2 separate regions of the Oryctolagus cuniculus genome follow, and region 1 is linked to region 2. A link is a contact called in public Micro-C data. All regions are on one chromosome and are shown on one strand. The core of a region is the stretch at or near the end of the contact, and the rest is flanking DNA. Distances in the headings are between cores, read along the strand shown. Region 1 overlaps GULP1 (GULP PTB domain containing engulfment adaptor 1). Region 2 holds the start of COL3A1 (collagen type III alpha 1 chain).

Region 1 (4,343 bases), core at 864-3,363, 450 kb after region 2:
TACCTTCTCGTTGGATTAGTAAATAAACATACATTATATATGGAGGGTGCACGTGTGTGCGTGTGCTTTTGTGTGTATGCTATGAGGTTGTGTTACATGTGCTTATTAGGTTGTGTTACAAAATCAAAAAGACTTACCTCAAACGGTAAAGTTAGAAACATATCAGGGGATTCCAATTCAATCCCATCAAGGTGGCATGTACCAATGCCATCTCACTAGTCCCAGTGATCAATTTCTGTTCACAACTGATCATAATGATAGGACTAAGAACCAAAGGGATCACATAAACAAGAATAGTGTCTGCAAATACTAGCTGATAGAATAAAAAGGGAGAGAACAATCCAACATGGGAAGTGAGATACACAGCAGACCCATAGAATGGCAGATGTCCTATACAGCACTCTGGCCTCAGAATCAACCTTAAGGCATGCGGATCCAGCTGAAAAGCCCATGAGAGTATTTCAGGCATGGAAAGCCAAAACACTCTGGGAAAAAAAAAAAAAAAAAAAAAAAAAAACCTAAATGAAAGATCTCCACGAGTGAGATCCCAGTGGAAAGAACGGGTCATCAAAGAAGGAGGTACCTTTCTCTGAAGGGAGGAGAGAACTTCCACTTTGACCATGGCCTTGTCTAAATATGATCAGAGTCAGTGAACTCAGGGGGCTTCCATAGCCTTGGCAGCTCATGACAAGAGCCTAGGGTGATTCCTGATGCCATAAACAAGAGTGTCAATTTGTTAAGTCAACAACAGGAGTCACTGTGCACTTACTCCTCATGTAGGATCTTTGTCCTTAGTGTGCTGTACATTGAGATTTAATGCTATAACTAGTACTCAAACAGTATTTTTCACTTTATGTTTCTGTGTGGGAGCAAACTGTTGAAATCTTTACTTAATGTATGCTAAACTGATCTTCTGTATATAAAGAGAATTGAAACTGAATCTTGATGTGAATGGAAGGGGAGAGGGAGTGGGAAAGGGGAGGGTTGCGGGTGGGAGGGACGTTATGGGGGGGAAGCCATTGTAATCCATAAGCAGTACTTTGGAAATTTATATACATTAAATAAAAGTTAAAAAAAAAAAACAAAATCAAAAAGAAAATCAAGGTATTCAGGCATTTAAGGAGAGATAGAGCCTCTCTCTTGACATTGCAGGATTTGGTGGTGGAGAAATTGAAAGAATCCAGTTAAATTTGAAAATTAAGCAATGAATATGTTTTTAAAAACTTATTTTAGTGGGGCCAGCACTGTAGTGCAGTGGGCTAATCCACCATCTGCAACACTGGCATCCCATATAGGCATGGGTTTAAGACCCAGCTGTTCCAATTCAGATCCGGCTCCCTGTTAATGTGCCTGAAAAAGCAGTGGAAGATGGTCCAAATACTTGGGCTCCTGCACCAATGTGGGAGATCTGGTTGAAGCTCCTGGCTCCTGGCTTCAGCCTGGCCCAGCCCTGGACATTGTAGCAATTTGGGAAGTGAAGCAGCAGATGAAAGATTCTCTCTCTCTCTCACTAATCTAAGTCTGCCTTTCAAATAAATAAATAAGATTTTTAGAACTTATTTTAGAATATATAGAAATATACACCATAAACAGACAACATACATACATATGTATACTACATGGTATGAGGTCGTTCCATGAAATACTTGGAACATATTTACATTAAAAAGAGTTGTCTATTATTTACCTGAAATGCAAAGTAACAGAATCTTGGTTTTATCTGGCAACTCTACTGTCTCGCTACTTCCCTTCTTTCTTTCCTCTTCCACCTTCTTTTTAAAAAGTGGACAGAAAACTATTAGGGGAAATAAATGGGATTTTTCACTCATCTTTCAAGGATTCAGAAAGTTACTTTGTACTATAACACTTTTCCAGCATATAGGTCATTCTAACTTGAGTCAAAATAGATGACATGCAAAGCAGGGCAGGGTTCCATTTCTCTTGTGTGCCATATTTATTTGCATTGTGCATTTCACTCTAATTTAGGGCAGATGTGAGTACACATGGTATAGCTCAGTCCTGCAGCCGAGAGCAGTTAAAAGTCTTTTTCTCCTTTCATGGCTTTGCATGCTGTGGAGAGTAACATAATTAATGCATGTGTGAATGCCCTTGAAGTGTCTGCCTTTATATCCTGGGGAGTACCATTTGTTTTCTTCCATTTTGGGTGGTAGAAGTGTTCAGCTCGCTGTCCTGCCCTGAATGCAGGCTGCTAGGTTTTTTTTCTGTTTCTCTCTTTTCGGTTTTGTGTCCTGTAGTCTTACATTCTGCATGTAATTCAGCTAGCTGTGCCAGAGATTTTTTTTCTTGTCTTTAAGAAACTTGTTTTCCTTCAGTGCAGACCTTTAAAAAGTATCCCCCCTTTCTTCCAAAGAATGTGGATTCATTTTGTTTCTTCTTCATCATCTGCTTGTTGATTTGGTGAAATTAAATGATTTGGATGTCTTTCACATATGAAGGCTGACTAAACAAATTAACTGTATGTGAAAGTATGTGAACAGAGAGCAACTCCTGCGGTGGGTTGCAAAAGCTTTCTAAGCTTGCTTCCCTGGTGCTGCTCTTTTCCAGAAACAGACAATGAGCAGTGGCTTCTGAGGTCCCACATCTGGAAACAAGCATCCCTGTGACCTCTACAAGGATTGCACAACCTTTTTGTTTCCAAAAAATCTACCAAAAAAATCACTAATAATTTATCTGTTGAGAAGGAAAGAAAGAAACAAAAGAAGGAAGGAAGTAGGGGCCAGAGGCAGAAAAAACAAAGGATAAGAAGGAAGGGAGGAAGGAGGAGAGGGAAGAGGGGGTGGAGGGGATGTGGGACAAGGAGGCGAAGAAAAACTAAAGCAGAAAATATCTAATCTTGGGATGGTGAATCATACGCTTTATATCAGGACAAGATAATCTTGTTCAAAGACCCTTCAGAGATCATCCAATTTTCCCACTTCACAGATGAAAGAAATGAGTCCCAGAGAAGCTATTAATCTTAATCATAAAATGGGTGTGTAGCAACTAGGCCTGGAACTAGTTTTGCAGATATGCACTAAATAAACCTTTTATTTTACACAGCTAATATTCTGTATCTAAAAAACAACATCCCATATATATTGTTATATTTATATCAAGATTTCTACTGGTTATACCACTTGACTCTTGAACATTGTTGCAGAATTCTAATGGCTAAAGTTATATTCATTCAATCTATATTTAAAGGGCTTAATATTCTCTTCTCTGCCTCTCCATTTTTTCTTGAAATTCTAGCTTACTGCATTCCATAGATTGCATGGCCACCTATAACTCTCCAAGACATTTTCCTGCTTGTAGACTTTAGTTTTGTCCCTGAATACCACTGACTTATATTTGGAAGACATTATGATCAATTTATCTTATATTCTTTACCCTCCTGAATTATTATTAATATTTGAAGGGCCCTTTTCAGATTTCTTTGACTTTTTTGCTTCAGTGGATTCATGTATTGGTAGTTCTGAATAGAAAGCTGAACTACCATTAAAATGTGAATATAATACTCCCGTGAAAAATATTCAAAGGAGGAGAAACATGCACATGGTGGAAAATGCCTTAGATAAAATAAACAAACCAAGCCTTTGACACAACAAAGTGAGAGAGAAGGATGATGTAGTACTCAAAGTACTTAAAATGTGACACTGCTAAGTCGTTTTCTTAAAAGAAAATGCAAAGAGAGCACTACTGAGTTTCAAAGTCATTATTGCGAAATTTCCATCCATTCATCAGAAGACATTTAATAAAGTGAAATCTAACTGATACTAATAATCTAACAGATACTATCAGGAAAGAAAACTAATTTACTACTTTTAGCTTATGGTTCTGGGTTACTATTCTTCTTTGTGGCTCATACTTAAATTGCTAAAATATTCATAACAATCCTGTGGAGAAGTCATTAATGCTTATATAAAGTTATGTTAAACTAAAGATTTTGTTAATTAAATAGCTGTTTATAAGATAAAAGAGTGTTATGGTACACAGAGTGAGCTTGAAATGCTAGGCTGAGGCTTAACAGCACTTACAATAATTCCCAAAGGCCACATTTTTCTCAAAGGAACTTTCCCTAGTAATCTCCCAAGGAAAGGGGTAAATTTAAGTCTATTTACCAATACTTATTCATATGCAACCATCACAAGATTTTTAAAGAAATACATTGAGCTGTCTGGCATTTGTACTAGTTGGATTAATAAAAGTGAATAAATTAACATGGAAAATTAAGTTCATTACAGTAAAAATACTATTGAATGCACAGAAATTGAAGGTGTTTATAAATCACTACTTTTTAATTTGCTATGTTCCTAATTCTCAGGCAAAAGCATGGTCTAGAA
Region 2 (4,529 bases), core at 486-2,985:
GTGGAGGAGGAGCCATGAGTAAGTAGAGATGGACTTGCTTAGGGATAGGAGAGGGTAAAGAGAGGAAATGGGGGGGGGGGGGTTGAAAGGAGCCAGAAGGGGTGGAGAGAAAAGGAGGGGCTGGGAAGAGAGGCGAGGGATAAGGGGGAGAGGAAACCAAGCAGACAAGGAATATGGGTGTTTCTCTTTTGTGATCATGGGCTGATTATAAGTAAAGAAACATCACTGGGCATTGCCCCTCACCAACTGACATAGATTACCTTTTTGGCACCACTGATATTTGAAATTATAAACAACAATAGCAAAAATCTCATTATCATAATACAACATGTTTGCAAAAATTACAGAAATGCAGTAGGTAAAAATACAAATTCTTGTCTAATAACTTCTGGCTAGCTTTAAATTTACCTCTTAAATATTTATACTGTGAAGGTGTGTATTTCAGTTTACCTGGTTTCCCTAACTGTGAAGAACATAGGAATTAAGAAACATTTTCACATAAAGAGACAAATGGTTTTGGGGCAATTAAACTATGAAATCCATTCTATGAACTCATCAGAACATAAATGAAATCAGTTTTTTGAAGTCAAACACTACTGATATGTTTTCCCTGCTTGTAGAAAAGCCAAAACATGCCTGTTGAAAAAAGTAATCTCTTCAGTAATGCAGACACAGTTGAAACGTGGAACATGCAGAACACAGTAAACCCTTAACAGTAAACTACTAGAAAAAGCTGGATTAATCATTGTAAGTGCTTGAAACAGAACAAGAAAAAGCAAGGGTGTTGGAACAGTTTTAGCAGTTTGAACTCATTAAAAGAAAGTTGGTAGACTTTACCTTGCTGCTGTTTCGCAGAAAAAGGTGAAATGATTCTACTAATGCATAGCGCCTAATATTAGAATGCTCTGAATGCATGCTATTTCTAACTATTATCTTCTTGGGAAAACAATGCCCAATATTCCAGCCTTACAAAGAATGCAGCATGCAGAGGAGGACATAAAATTATTACAAAAGACCAGTAACTTCCAGACAGCCTAGGAAAACATTCCAAGATGTTAACGGTCCAGGAGGGGAGACTTACAAAGCCTTTTAAAGAGTTTCCAATGCCTTTAATGTGAAAATAGTTAGTACAAGAAAAGCTTTATCTGAAACAACCCAAAACTTTCAAAAACACACAAGACATTATTCTTTTTAAACAAAGGTAAAACACACAATCACGGTGAACGTTTCGCAGTTGGAAATGTTAGAAGAAATTATTTTAGGAGGCTGCTTTCCCTCTTTGTATCTCTTTGTATGAAGTAAAAACAAAACCCCATAACATTTTCTGAAATCAGTAGCTACTTACCTTGTTGCGCCAAAATAACAGTGGGATGAAGCAGAGCAAGAAGTAACCAGGTTACCTTTTGCACAAAGCTCATCATGTCTAAATATCAGACATGAGACTCTTTGTGCAAAAAGGAGAAAAGAAAAGCAGTTCAAAGTAGCACCATCAGTTGTTCCCTGCCCTTCAGCACCGGGCCTGTCATAAAACTCAGCCACTGGGATTCCTTTGCTTTGGCCTTAAATAGGAAAAAGTTTGGCTTCCCTCACTTTCCAGCCCCTTTCTGAAATATGAGAGCGGCACCCATCCCCTTAGCAGTAAAAGAAATGATTAATATTTCTTTGCCCTTATAGAAGACACAAACCACAGAGTAAGAAAAATAGTACATCTGGAGTTTGTGTGCATGTACTGTGTGAGAGTTTTTTATTTATTTTAGTCTAATGCATGTTTGCATAACTTCAGAACACATACAGAATATTCTGTTTGTGTTTCACTACATGAGAATTAAATGTATGCATTTTTTATCTCCCTGTATCATATTAACAGCTTCACACTTTTGAGAAATTGTTTGATGCATATTTCTTGAATATGGCTAATTTTGCAAACCTTACTTTCCTGGATTTGTATACTGGGATTTTGCAGAACGCACCCTAACTCAATTTAAATAAGGAACAGTGAGAGATTAACCGAAAGAAAACCCCCTTACTCTCATCCATGAACCCCGAGGTCTGGAAGTTAAATTTTATGCTAAAGTCAAAACACTAAGTGTCTGATCTCTGTTCGAATGGCATCCTAAAAGTTAGATACTTATCTATAGCTGTTTCCATTCCTCAAAAATTTCTTTAGCAAGCCAAAGTGCTTTCTTGTGAAACTTCTAACTTTTATGCTGCTTGGTAAAACCAGAAAACATTTTCTAGAGGAAAAATTCAGTCTTTTGTGTCTCGACTTTGTAAGAAACTGGAAGAAAGAGTTTATCACATGGAACAGAAAAAGAATACCAGAAGAAATTCTCATTTATATGCATGGTTATAAAGATTAGTATAAATATTTCTAAATTTAGATTTTCATATGTATGCTTTCCAAACCCTCACCAGCATAGCTTTCCAATGTATTTCTGGACCTAAGAAGTAATTTCTGGATGACATTTGAAAAGGGAGCAAAACCATTGCTAAGTCTTTGATAAATCTTTTTCAGAGACTACACTTGGTCATGGCATCAAGGCATTTCTAGTAATCAAGATATTTCCTTGCACCACAATAATAAATACATGGGGCATTTAAGCTCTAGTCAAGGTCACATGCATTTAACTTTTCCATATTAACTTGATCATTTCTTTCTCCATGCATGTGCACATAAAATCTCACCACTTCACACCAATTCATGGAAGTCATTTCTCAATGACCCAGTTGAAACCTTTCCTTCGCAGCAAAATCATATCCTTTAAGTTTGTTTTCATCTTTCTATTTCTCCTAATTCATTTTACTCAATTTGAGGTATACATAAATTTTGTAAGCGTGGAGATCGGAACACTTGCCTCCTTGTATCTCTACTCGAAGGGATCATAAACCAAGACGTTCCAATATAGATGGCATCATCTGATAGTGGCCGAGAGGACTAGAACAAGATCAATCTCCTGTGCATATTCTGATTTTAGATTGGAGAGTCACTGCTTGAGGGGGGAAAAGGAACTGTTGAGAATGGTCACGACTAAAAGCTTTCCTACTGGATCATCACAGTAATGTTGGGAGGGCAGAAGACTGTTATACGTAATTCTCTGACTTCCAATCATCTTCATCCTCTACTTAAAAAAAAACTATTGCGTGTTCAGATAAATTCAGAATCATGATGAATTTTTCTCATAGTATCTTTGGTACTTACATAAAAATCCATCTTTCTATATTAAAAGGATTGATCCTATTTTAGATAGTCAATAAAATTGAAGTTTATTGAATTTCTTTGTTATTTTCTAAACAAAAATAAAATAAAATTAGAAAATTGCCATTTAAAAAGATTTTAATGCTTTATTTCAGACTTTACATGCAAAACTTCCATTGCAATTTGTCCTAAAAACCTTGATTTGTCTAGTCATTCAAATAAAAGTCTTACACACATGAGAAACAATCATGATTGATTCTCTCATTTAAGAAAACTTAGCTAAATTGTGCATATGGAAACATTCTTGTATTATAAAGTCTTCAGGAGGCACCTGGAGATCTCCTTTTCCAGGTTTTCTGATTTGTCATTCTTCATTGCCTTAAACATGTTGGGGTTCTGCAGCAGGATCCTTAGGGTTTAGTGTTCCAGATCCTACTCCCCCTCCTTGTGTCAAACTGTTTCTTACTACAGTGACTAGCTGGGTGTGGATCTGAGCTGTTGTCTCAAATGGAAGAAATACATATGCTAGTGAATCCTATTTATGCACTCCAGGAGCTGAGATCCTCATGGGAATCAAGACAAACATTTGTTTCTTTACCTCCCTGATTTCACTGATATGAACCAGTATGTATAAACATGTCATTTTGCTTTCTGGATGGCATTTGTGGTTTAAAAAAAAACATCTAAGTACCCGCACCAACTGAAACACTGACTAATCTGGCTCTTCCTTGACAAGTGAGTGGCTGGAAAGATGAGGCAAAGCAGGGTGTGGTAGATTATCAACCCAAGGTTTCAGATCTTCTCCAGTGCACTCGTTCGACAGTGGGAGCTTGGGAAGAGCTGCATGAGCACAGCTGTGATGAATTCGAGAGGCCAGGGGCTGTTAGCTGTGCTCTCTGTACTAGCAATAAGAAAGTCAATTATCTCCATCATGAAAAACACATGGGACAGAATCCCTTCTCACTTAGTTTTAAAGGTCTGTTTCTATCTGTGTATATATGTGGAGCTATATATATATCCACATATAAGTTACTAAATATACACATGTATATTTTTAAAAATTGATGGAAATTTGAGCAACGAAAATTCCTGGAACTGCCTTAATGCACTTGTGAGGTAATTTGCATTTGTTGTATCAATTTTTCTTCACATAAATGGATAAACATCTAAGAATTTCCTGTTATGTTGACATAAAGCTGTCACCTAAAATCTTATTTACTTAGTAGACCATTAATCATTAAAAGGGAAAGCACTGCTCAGCCCCTATTTGAGTTGTGCACCTTTCTGAAGTATTAAACCATGTTTTCTGGAATGAAGTGTTCATACTTAGGTT

What was found. Hi-C and Micro-C count contacts between places; a contact is called where the count stands out from the background.
Region 1: a Micro-C map of ear pinna shows a contact between it and region 2, with 7 times the contacts expected there. The contact joins the enhancer-like site here to the promoter of COL3A1 in region 2. A contact is called at or near these places in 5 of 6 Hi-C or Micro-C datasets (ear pinna, embryonic fibroblasts, psoas muscle and 2 more).

What each region holds. Positions count from the first base shown.
Region 1 is chr3:51,872,133-51,876,475 of mOryCun1.1, forward strand. All of the region lies in intron 6 of GULP1 (GULP PTB domain containing engulfment adaptor 1), which reads right to left. Among named protein-coding and RNA genes, the nearest start is that of GULP1, 260 kb to the right of the region's middle. Within about 2 kb of position 2,114, at least 2 of the 8 cell types and tissues checked have an H3K27ac peak or open chromatin away from gene starts, as enhancers often do. A contact at or near this core is called in ear pinna, where this site is marked.
Region 2 is chr3:51,422,069-51,426,597 of mOryCun1.1, forward strand. It overlaps COL3A1 (collagen type III alpha 1 chain), which reads right to left and starts at 1,736. Exons shown (of 51, transcript XM_002712333.5): 1 at 1,346-1,736. The coding sequence starts at 1,421. It overlaps LOC138848960 (a long non-coding RNA gene), which reads left to right. Exons shown (of 2, transcript XR_011387204.1): 2 at 1-1,537.